2 separate regions of the Sus scrofa genome follow, and region 1 is linked to region 2. Evidence: chromatin contacts called from public HiChIP or PLAC-seq data. All regions are on one chromosome and are shown on one strand. Each heading gives the region's core, a stretch centred on a gene start, on an enhancer-like site or on the middle of the called end of the contact. The rest is flanking DNA. Distances are from core to core; before and after follow the strand shown. Region 1 overlaps STK38L (serine/threonine-protein kinase 38-like). Region 2 holds the start of STK38L (serine/threonine-protein kinase 38-like).

What was found. HiChIP or PLAC-seq counts read pairs in DNA pulled down with a chosen protein or histone mark.
Region 1: a contact with region 2 is called in an H3K27ac HiChIP or PLAC-seq map of alveolar macrophages. The contact joins the enhancer-like site here to the promoter of STK38L in region 2. A contact is called at or near these places in 1 of 5 promoter capture datasets (fetal liver), 7 of 47 Hi-C or Micro-C datasets (alveolar macrophages, blood, embryonic fibroblasts and 3 more) and 2 of 2 datasets of contacts at active chromatin or transcription factors (alveolar macrophages and skeletal muscle).

What each region holds. Positions count from the first base shown.
Region 1 is chr5:46,534,076-46,538,510 of Sscrofa11.1, forward strand. All of the region lies in intron 2 of STK38L (serine/threonine-protein kinase 38-like), which reads right to left. Among named protein-coding and RNA genes, the nearest start is that of STK38L, 38 kb to the right of the region's middle. Within about 2 kb of position 2,801, at least 21 of the 83 cell types and tissues checked have an H3K27ac peak or open chromatin away from gene starts, as enhancers often do. A contact at or near this core is called in alveolar macrophages, where this site is marked.
Region 2 is chr5:46,572,217-46,576,011 of Sscrofa11.1, forward strand. STK38L (serine/threonine-protein kinase 38-like) reads right to left here and starts at 2,500. Exons shown (of 15, transcript XM_021092164.1): 1 at 2,392-2,500.

The DNA.
Region 1 (4,435 bases), core at 1,551-4,050, 38 kb before region 2:
GTTCTGCAATCACCTCTGGTGCAATGAGGTAGCAGGCTGTGTTCCCTGGCAGCATGGTGCTGTGGCTGGACTCCATAAATAGGAAGGGCTATAGTCTGGGCTCTGCAATTGCTCCTGGATGGGTGGGGTCTCAGGTTATGCCTGCTGACCAGATGGTGCTTCTGGATGGACTCCATATTGAGGTGGGGTCCCCACACCGGGATTTGCAATTAGGCGGGCCATTGGCTAAGCTTTACTGTTGGACAAGGTCACTGACTGGGTTCATTGGTTGGTAGGGGCTGTATCTCATAGCTGGATTGGCCAGAGACTGTGCTTTTCAGAAGGCCAGGGCCAGTATCCAGGCTTCCTCAACAGCTGGGGGCTGTAGGATATGGTCTGTGATGGGACAGGGTCACTGGCTGGGCTTTCTGCCTGGGCAAGGCCACAGGCTATGTTCCACAAGTGAGCAGGGCTCTGGGCTGGGCTCTGCTGCAGAACAGAGAAGGAGGGTGGCTCCACAGCTGGCCAGTGCCAAAGACTGGGCTCCAAGGCTGCCCAGGGTTACTGTACAGGCTACGTAACAAGGCTGCTGGCTTGGCTGTAGGATGAGCTCCATGGCTGTACAGGTTCTCTGACCAGTCTTCTGGTCAGAAAGGACTGGAAGCTATATTCAGTGGTTAGGTAGGACTGTGAATGTGATCCCCTGTCTGGGTAGGACCACAGAATGGGCTCCATGGCCAGTATGCTCATTGGCTGGAGACCCAAATCAGGCAGAGCCACTGGCTGGGATCTCTGCGCAGGTACCACTGTAACTAGGAATGTGGTCTGCCAAGGTCTGAGGGCTGGTTGCTGTGAACCTCAGCCCCCCTTCTCTGTCTCTAGTGTCCACCAGTGGTTTGAGTCCTGCAAATTTCCCCAGTGATCCCTGTGAGGTAAGATGCAAACGGGCTTCCCAGGAAGCATCCCACAACACCGAGTGGGGCTGGATATCCAACTTGGGCTCTTTGCCCACTGGGAAACCCACAGACTCAGGGCATCCTTCTTGGTGTTGGCCCTTGGCTGGCTGGGGGAGCAGCAATGTCTTCAGAAGGGAGCTGCTCCTTCTTCCCCTCTAATGTGGTCTTTCTTCATCTCTGTAGTCCCAGGGGGGTGTGTCAGCATCACCCGTGGGTTCTTGGATTTTCACATTGGGGTTTGGTCTATAGGTAATCACTAGTTGGTACTCTTGTGAGGAGGAAGGAAGTTATGAATAACCTGTGTCACTATCTTGATGATACCATTCACTGGGCTTATGTTAACTTGTAAGGATATTATCCTTTCTGGTAGGGAACATAGCACTTTGTATGAAGAATTTTAAAGGTTTTTTTTAATCTTTTGACATAAAAAATTCCACCTTCGGGAATCTATGCTAAGAAAATAATCAAAATCACTGCAAAGATCTTTAGAGTTTTTTTCTTACTCAAAGCCCATTACTTAAAATAATAAATAAATGTTTAAAACTAGGTGAAGTGGCTGATGGAATATGATAGCATGAAATAGCATAGAAATAATACTGAAGAAAATTTATCCTCCAAAATTTAAGAAAATAAGAAATAATAAGTAAACAGGATACAAAGTTCTATTTTCAGGTAATATATAGATATTCCATGTGGCTCGGCAGTTACAAACCCGACTAGTATCCATGAGGATATGGGTTCGATCCCTGGTCTTGCTCAGTGGGTTGAGGATCCGGTGTTGCCGTGAGCTGTGGGTGTAGGTCAGAGACATGGCTCAGATCTGGCATTGCTGTGGCTGTGGCTATGGTCAGCAGCTGCAGCTCTGATTCAACCCCTAGCCTGGTAACTTCTACAAGCTGTGGGTGCAGCCCTAAAAAAAAAAAAAACAAAAACAAAAACAAAAAAACAAAAAAAAAAAGAACTCAACTATACAGAGGAAAAGGGGAGATAAATTATGGTGAAATACAGTGTGAAAGCATTGATGATTTAAATTTTACCCTTTATCAGTTTTTTGAATCTCCTAAGTTTTCAATAATGGGAAAACAATCATTTTTATAATAAGAAAAAAGGTAGTTAAGAGTGTTTGAGGGTGCAGGTAGGAATAGTAAAAGGGAACCAACTTGTACTCATCAGCCCACAGAGGTGGTCTCCTAAGAAACGCTGTACTTGAATTTTCTCCCTATGAACCAAATTCTCAGTTTTAGTTTAGAGTGGGATTATGAAGACAAGCAAAAAGAGTCTGAAGTCACGGAATAAAACTGAAGGCAAACCAGAAGACTAATGGGAATTCTGTTCCAAGTTATTCAGTCATATCTCACACTTCTTTTTAGGGAAACTTTTTTTTTTTTTTTTTTAGTGGCTCATACTGTGCATGTTTACAAGGGCTCAAACTGTCACTCTTTCCTCAAACAGCTTTTCTACTGGGGACTCAAAAGGCCCACATCGAAATCAAAAAGCAAGGCAGCACAAATCTCACCTAAACTGACTTCCGGTCTCATAAAAGATAAGGGAGCTACCCCTCCAAAATCACCAGAAGAGAGGAAATGAATGCTCTGGCTTTAAGAAGACCCCCACTTGCCTTTACTCTTTCTTTGCCTGTTTTAAGGGAGATAATACTGCCTGATGCAAAACACCAATACAACCCAAACTGCCTATTTAGTGGTAAAAGGTGAAGGTTTGGTGTGACAGGAAATAACCAATGAAAGGGCAAGGCAGGAAAACGATGAGTGGCGAGAGGTGGTGTGACAAGCTGGTGAAGGAAAGGGGAGGAGCAAGCTTTGGGAAGCAGCCTGAACACATAAATCCCTCAGCAGCCCAATTACAAAAAGTGTGGTCATCCCTACACTCTTGCCTTTCACTTTCCTAAAAGTAAGCTTCTAAGAGGAGAGAGAGAGGAAGAGAGGGGGGAGCCAATACTCACACACAAAATGAAACTTGAAAACAGACTTGAGATTAAGTGAGGATGTAAAATACCAGTTTCCCAAAATGACTTTAAAAATATAAACTCGTTTCAAATTTCCCATTCATTCAAAATACTGAAAGCTTCTACATCACTGAATAGCTTCAGGAGAGACCTAATGTAGATTTCTCCATTCTATCAATTTCTTCTATAGCTCTTAATTTTAATTTTATAATTATTGTGTTGATTTTTGTTGTTTCTTTTTAAATGAAAACTGCTCACTGAAAGAGAGCAGACCAATTTAACAACCTAAAAGCCAGAAGTGGCAAGCCTTTTTGAGAGCAAAGATCGGATTAGACTCAGATTAAAACATGGTATCGCCAAGCTTACAATTTCAAGATGTAGGTAGCTATGAGTGATGTTAGTTATTCTGAGTGATTTAAACTCTCCCAAGAGATTTTTTTGACCATTACCAGCGACCAGGGAAAACTGCTCCCAGCTAAAAGCAGACACACCATGTGACTCATCAGACTCAGATACTGTGTTTAAGGCAGAGATTACTTGACTTCTGCAACTGTGAGAAAATCCAGAATGTATCAACCTCATTAAGACACCAGAGAACAAAAAACTTTAAGGCAGGAGAAAACTTTTTTTAGTGCTAGTGACCTTTATAATTAATACCTGAACAGCTTAGAATATAAGTATCAAATAGGGCCATACTACTTTGTTGACCTGTGATCTTTAGAACACAGTTATGGTTTACTCGGAAAACAAATATAGGAGGGGGGAAAATGCCTCAAATGGAATAAAAAGTAAATAGTATGGGCTTTTTGTCATCAAGGATATCCTGTAATTCAAGTAAGTATACTGGCAAACCCTTCCATGAATCAGCTTATGAGTTCCATTCTGTTTGAACTGAACCCAGCATTTTTCAAGACTCCACTCACTAAAGGTCTCTGGTCACAAACTTAGTTCACCACCAGGCAAGACTGTTAGAACCCCCAAATTTGAAAACAGAAACTCTGTTATCTAGTCTATCACCCTCAATTTACAGATGTGAAGCCCACAGTCACTTGGCTACTTGATGGAAACTCCTGGTCTAGAACCGGTCACTCACCCTTCAGGTGGCGCTCCCAAGCCAGCTGGAGAGTCCACAGTGCAGCGGCAGCTCTGCCAGGCTGAACGGCCCCCGCAGAGATGCTGCCCATCAGAACACTGACAGCAGGTCAGTCCTGGACTACACTGGTGCCTACCTGCTCTGTCACTGACGTCTGTATCCAACACTAAATCACTGCTTCCTCTATTTGGTTTACGGATCTGTGGATCAAATAACTCGTTTCTGCCAGCTCTTCAGATGACTGAAGAATGACACTTGTACCCCAAACTTTCTGGAAACCACAGTACTGTGATCAAAGGCTTCTTGAAGGCTATCAGGACTGTGATTCCAGAAGTTAGTCACCAATGAGTAATGCAGATTTAGCTCGGGACCATACCTCTAATTATTTCCTTATGAAATTATGCCCCAAAGTGAGGTTCTCAAAGCCATATATTCTGCACTTCC
Region 2 (3,795 bases), core at 1,250-3,749:
AAACAAAAATTGGGGGGTGGGGAGGGAGGAAAAAGGATTCACTTAATATCTTTTAACTATTGACCAAGGTTATCTTACATTAATTTTTAAATTTTTCTTATGCTTTAAAGCATATGCTTTTATAAGCTGACTCATTATTTCATTCAAAAAGTCTATGGTGCTTTTAATATAAAAATACAGCAGCATAATCTCTGCATATGTCAAGTTTACCTAATCATAACTTGCCCATCTGCTGATTTTAATGTAATCTTGGGGGTGCTGGAGGACAATATGCTAGATTGATTCACTCTCCACTGTTTATGTAAAATAAAATGATTTTAACATTACATTGAGATGCAGATCTCTCTGGCTTTGATTTGCGCCCTCTTTTCTCTCTCAAAAGAGTGCCACACACATGCAAAAAAGCTTCCGACTTTTACAAGATCACTGGAAAACACCTTCCAAAGAGTTATCCAATTTCGCTAACATAATGATCTTGCCCTTACTTTGAGGGGACGGAACTTTTCTGAAAACAAATGGCTGAGTTGAGTCCATGGCTTTGTCACCATTTTCTACAAAGCACAATTCTTCCTTTGTTTTTATAGTGTCCTACCTTTTGAAATTAATTTTTTCGGCATAAAAATGGCTGAGGACTCCTTTTTATTTGCTCATTGGTCTCTATCCTTTGATTTACTCTGAAACAAACTCAAAATCAAAAGACTAAAAGAAGAACGGCACTCATTTAATGTGGTTTTTCTAAGTCTAATTTTTTTTCATTCCCCATGGCAGGGCGTTTTAAAGGATTACAAAAACTACACCCAATTTACTTCTCATTCTAAATATATCCCAACCAAATGGGAAATATTATCAGCCATCTTAACGAGGAGAACACCACAAAGCTAAGCCAGATCAAATTAAAAAAAAAAAAATTATGCATTGTACTTCCTTTGAGATCAGGATATTTTTACACAAAATTACTTTAATGAACCTTTGCAATGAGCAAATATCATCATACTTTAACGTTCTATTTTGGACTAACTTCTCTTCCATCAAATAGTCACAAGAGTGGCTAATTCACATACAATACCTCCCAGCTACTGGGTAGAGACTATAATAAACTTAATTGTTTTATATATCCTGAGGCAATACAAAGAAAGGCCAAACACAAAGAGGTTGCCAGTATCTATATGCATTTACGATTGAGACAAAGAACTTTGAAAAACCTTCCCTCCGTAAGGAAACTGAGCTTAAACAACAATAGACCCTGCCTCAAAGTAGGGAGACCTAACAAGCTTAAGCCCCCACCCCACTCACAGCCCCCAAAAGACAAGGTCTCTCTCCCATCTTACAGCTAGGAGACATAAAGTAAAACGCTTAAAAGTTGTTTCCTCAGATTTTAGTAGTTAGTAATAAAGCTATTACTCCGGCCACCTTTCCCGAGCAACTGGCTTCTATCAAAACTTATCACAAGTTTCATGAAATAGACAAGAGCTTTGGTTCTGCATTTTATCAAGTGAGGAACGGCAGCATCACCCTTTGGACATCCACTACTTCTAGCACCACCAGCTCTCCCGCCCCCCTCCTATTTCTTTTTATACTTTTCTTCCAAACTAAGGACCAGAAAAGCGGCCCCACAAAAGTAGCAACAGTAAACGGGAGGCCACCGCTTTTGAAAATAAACTTTTGTTCTTTTGCTATCAACCTGGCAACTTTTTAAAGGTGAAATGTCTCCTACTCAATCGGGTAGAGTCTTTCCTCTTCTCATACCAAACAAGCACTCGTTTGTCCCCGATAGCAAAGGTGAAAAAAAGGGTTGGGAGAAAACGATATTGAAAAGAAGGGTCTAGGGTTCCAGTGGCAGATTCCGAGACCGGTTTTGAACACTGTGGCTTCTGGGAGCTGGGCGGCTTTACAGTGTCTGAGAAATGTTTAGCAATCTGACGCATCAGTTTTTAGGAATGGTACACAAACAGCCCCCACAATCTAAGAGCTATGCCCAGAATCCTTCCCCTCAGTGGCACCAGCTGGAAGGCACGGGACGGGAAAGCTGGGGATACAGGAGAGGATCCGCGACATTTGTTATTGTTTACGAAGCCCAGGCAGGGACGGGGAGCAGGGTGCTCGGGGGCAGAGGCGTGGAAGGGGAAAGGAGCAGGGAAGGACAAAGATTCCTCCCTGGGATCAAGGCCACCTCTCCGGACACCTGGGGCCAGTAGCACTCCAGGGAACAAGAGGGCCAAGGCCGTCGCTGGAGCTTCACCGGAGGCATTTCCAGCCGCGAAATGAGCCCGTCTTTCCCTGGACACCCAAAGACACATAAAATCTCCTGCTCCGCTCACAGAGTTGGGGCTGGCACAGCGAGACGAGCCCCCCAGCGCCTGCCGCCTCAAAGCGCCGCATCCCCACACTCACCTGCCTCCGGTCGCGCCCGCGGCCGGCTCAGCCTCCGCACGGACCGCAACCGGCCCGGCGCCGTCCGCTCCCTGCTGCCCGCTCCGCCCTCGCCCCGCCCCCAGGAGGTGGGACCCGCCGCCGCTGCCGCGCCGGAATCTCGGGGTGGCCTCCTTGAACTCTCGCGAGCCCTCCCTGCTCGGCTTCTTGGTGGCTGGGCCGGTCCGAATCGGTCCTGACGTCATACGCACCACAGCCGGAAGTAGTCTTCTGTCGTCAACACCGCCCCCCGCCCCACCCCATCCACCTGCGCCTGGCGGTGGAGTTGTTTGAATGGTCACCGATTCCTCTCATCAGCCTCATCTCACTTCCCTCTACTCTGCCCAGAGCTAGTTCAGGCCACTCTTGGGAGTGGCCCTGTGTGTTGCTACATTAGTCACGTATTCTAAATGTCAACAGTTTTTCTTGATGCTTCACTATGCAATGCGAATGATAGAGATGGAAAGTGGCTTAGAGATAATTTTAGTGATTTGGGGGAACATTTTGCAGAGTAGGACAATGTGGTCAACAAAACTGGACTGACTGATCAAGCTGCCTAGTTAGTAGCTGTGAGATCTAGAAGCCACTCAGGTTTCTTGACCCTTTTCCATTTCACCATGACTCTAACAACTTGAGAGAGATTCGCATTTGGAAAAGCTGCCAAAAAACTCTGTGACATACATGAAAAACTTGCTCGAGTTATCTTGCTTGGGGAAAATCTTAAAATAACTGACAATACTGGGTTGCTTATTTAGGATAAGAAAACTATGAGAAAAATCACCATCCTGTAGTGTGCCTCAGAAAAGATGTTTGGGAGGATGATGCATTTGAGCTTAGGGAGAAAACTTACTGGACAAGCCAATGAAGAGACTCATTCCTAATTATCATTGAAAAATTTATCTTCTATCTGAATATTAGAGATTTTATAAAATACCATTAACTTTTAGACTGTTAAGACAATATGCAAAGCTGGCATTGTGCTTGCAGAAAATATAATTCAGAGATGCCAACCATTATCTTTAGTTTTGATGAGGGTAGGCAACGCACGTGAAAGACTTAGAGAAGAATCATAATATCATTTCTTTTTTTTACACTCTGCTTTCTCATATATACCTTGATAGTGGAAAAAGCACTATGTTGTCTGGTAATTAGTGTGTTCTTGAAGAAATCAGTTCTTCCTACATCATATGGTCATTTTAAGACACAAATGACAGTTGACATACGTGAAAATAAGAGGTTTAATTATAATCAAACATGCTTGACAGATGCCTGCACCCCATTCTCCCTCTAGTGCATACATACTAATTCAAGTGTGGTAGGATTGGAAACAGTTTATGGAGTATCCTATAGCAAGTTTATATTTTCAAATATGCCATAATATTTTCA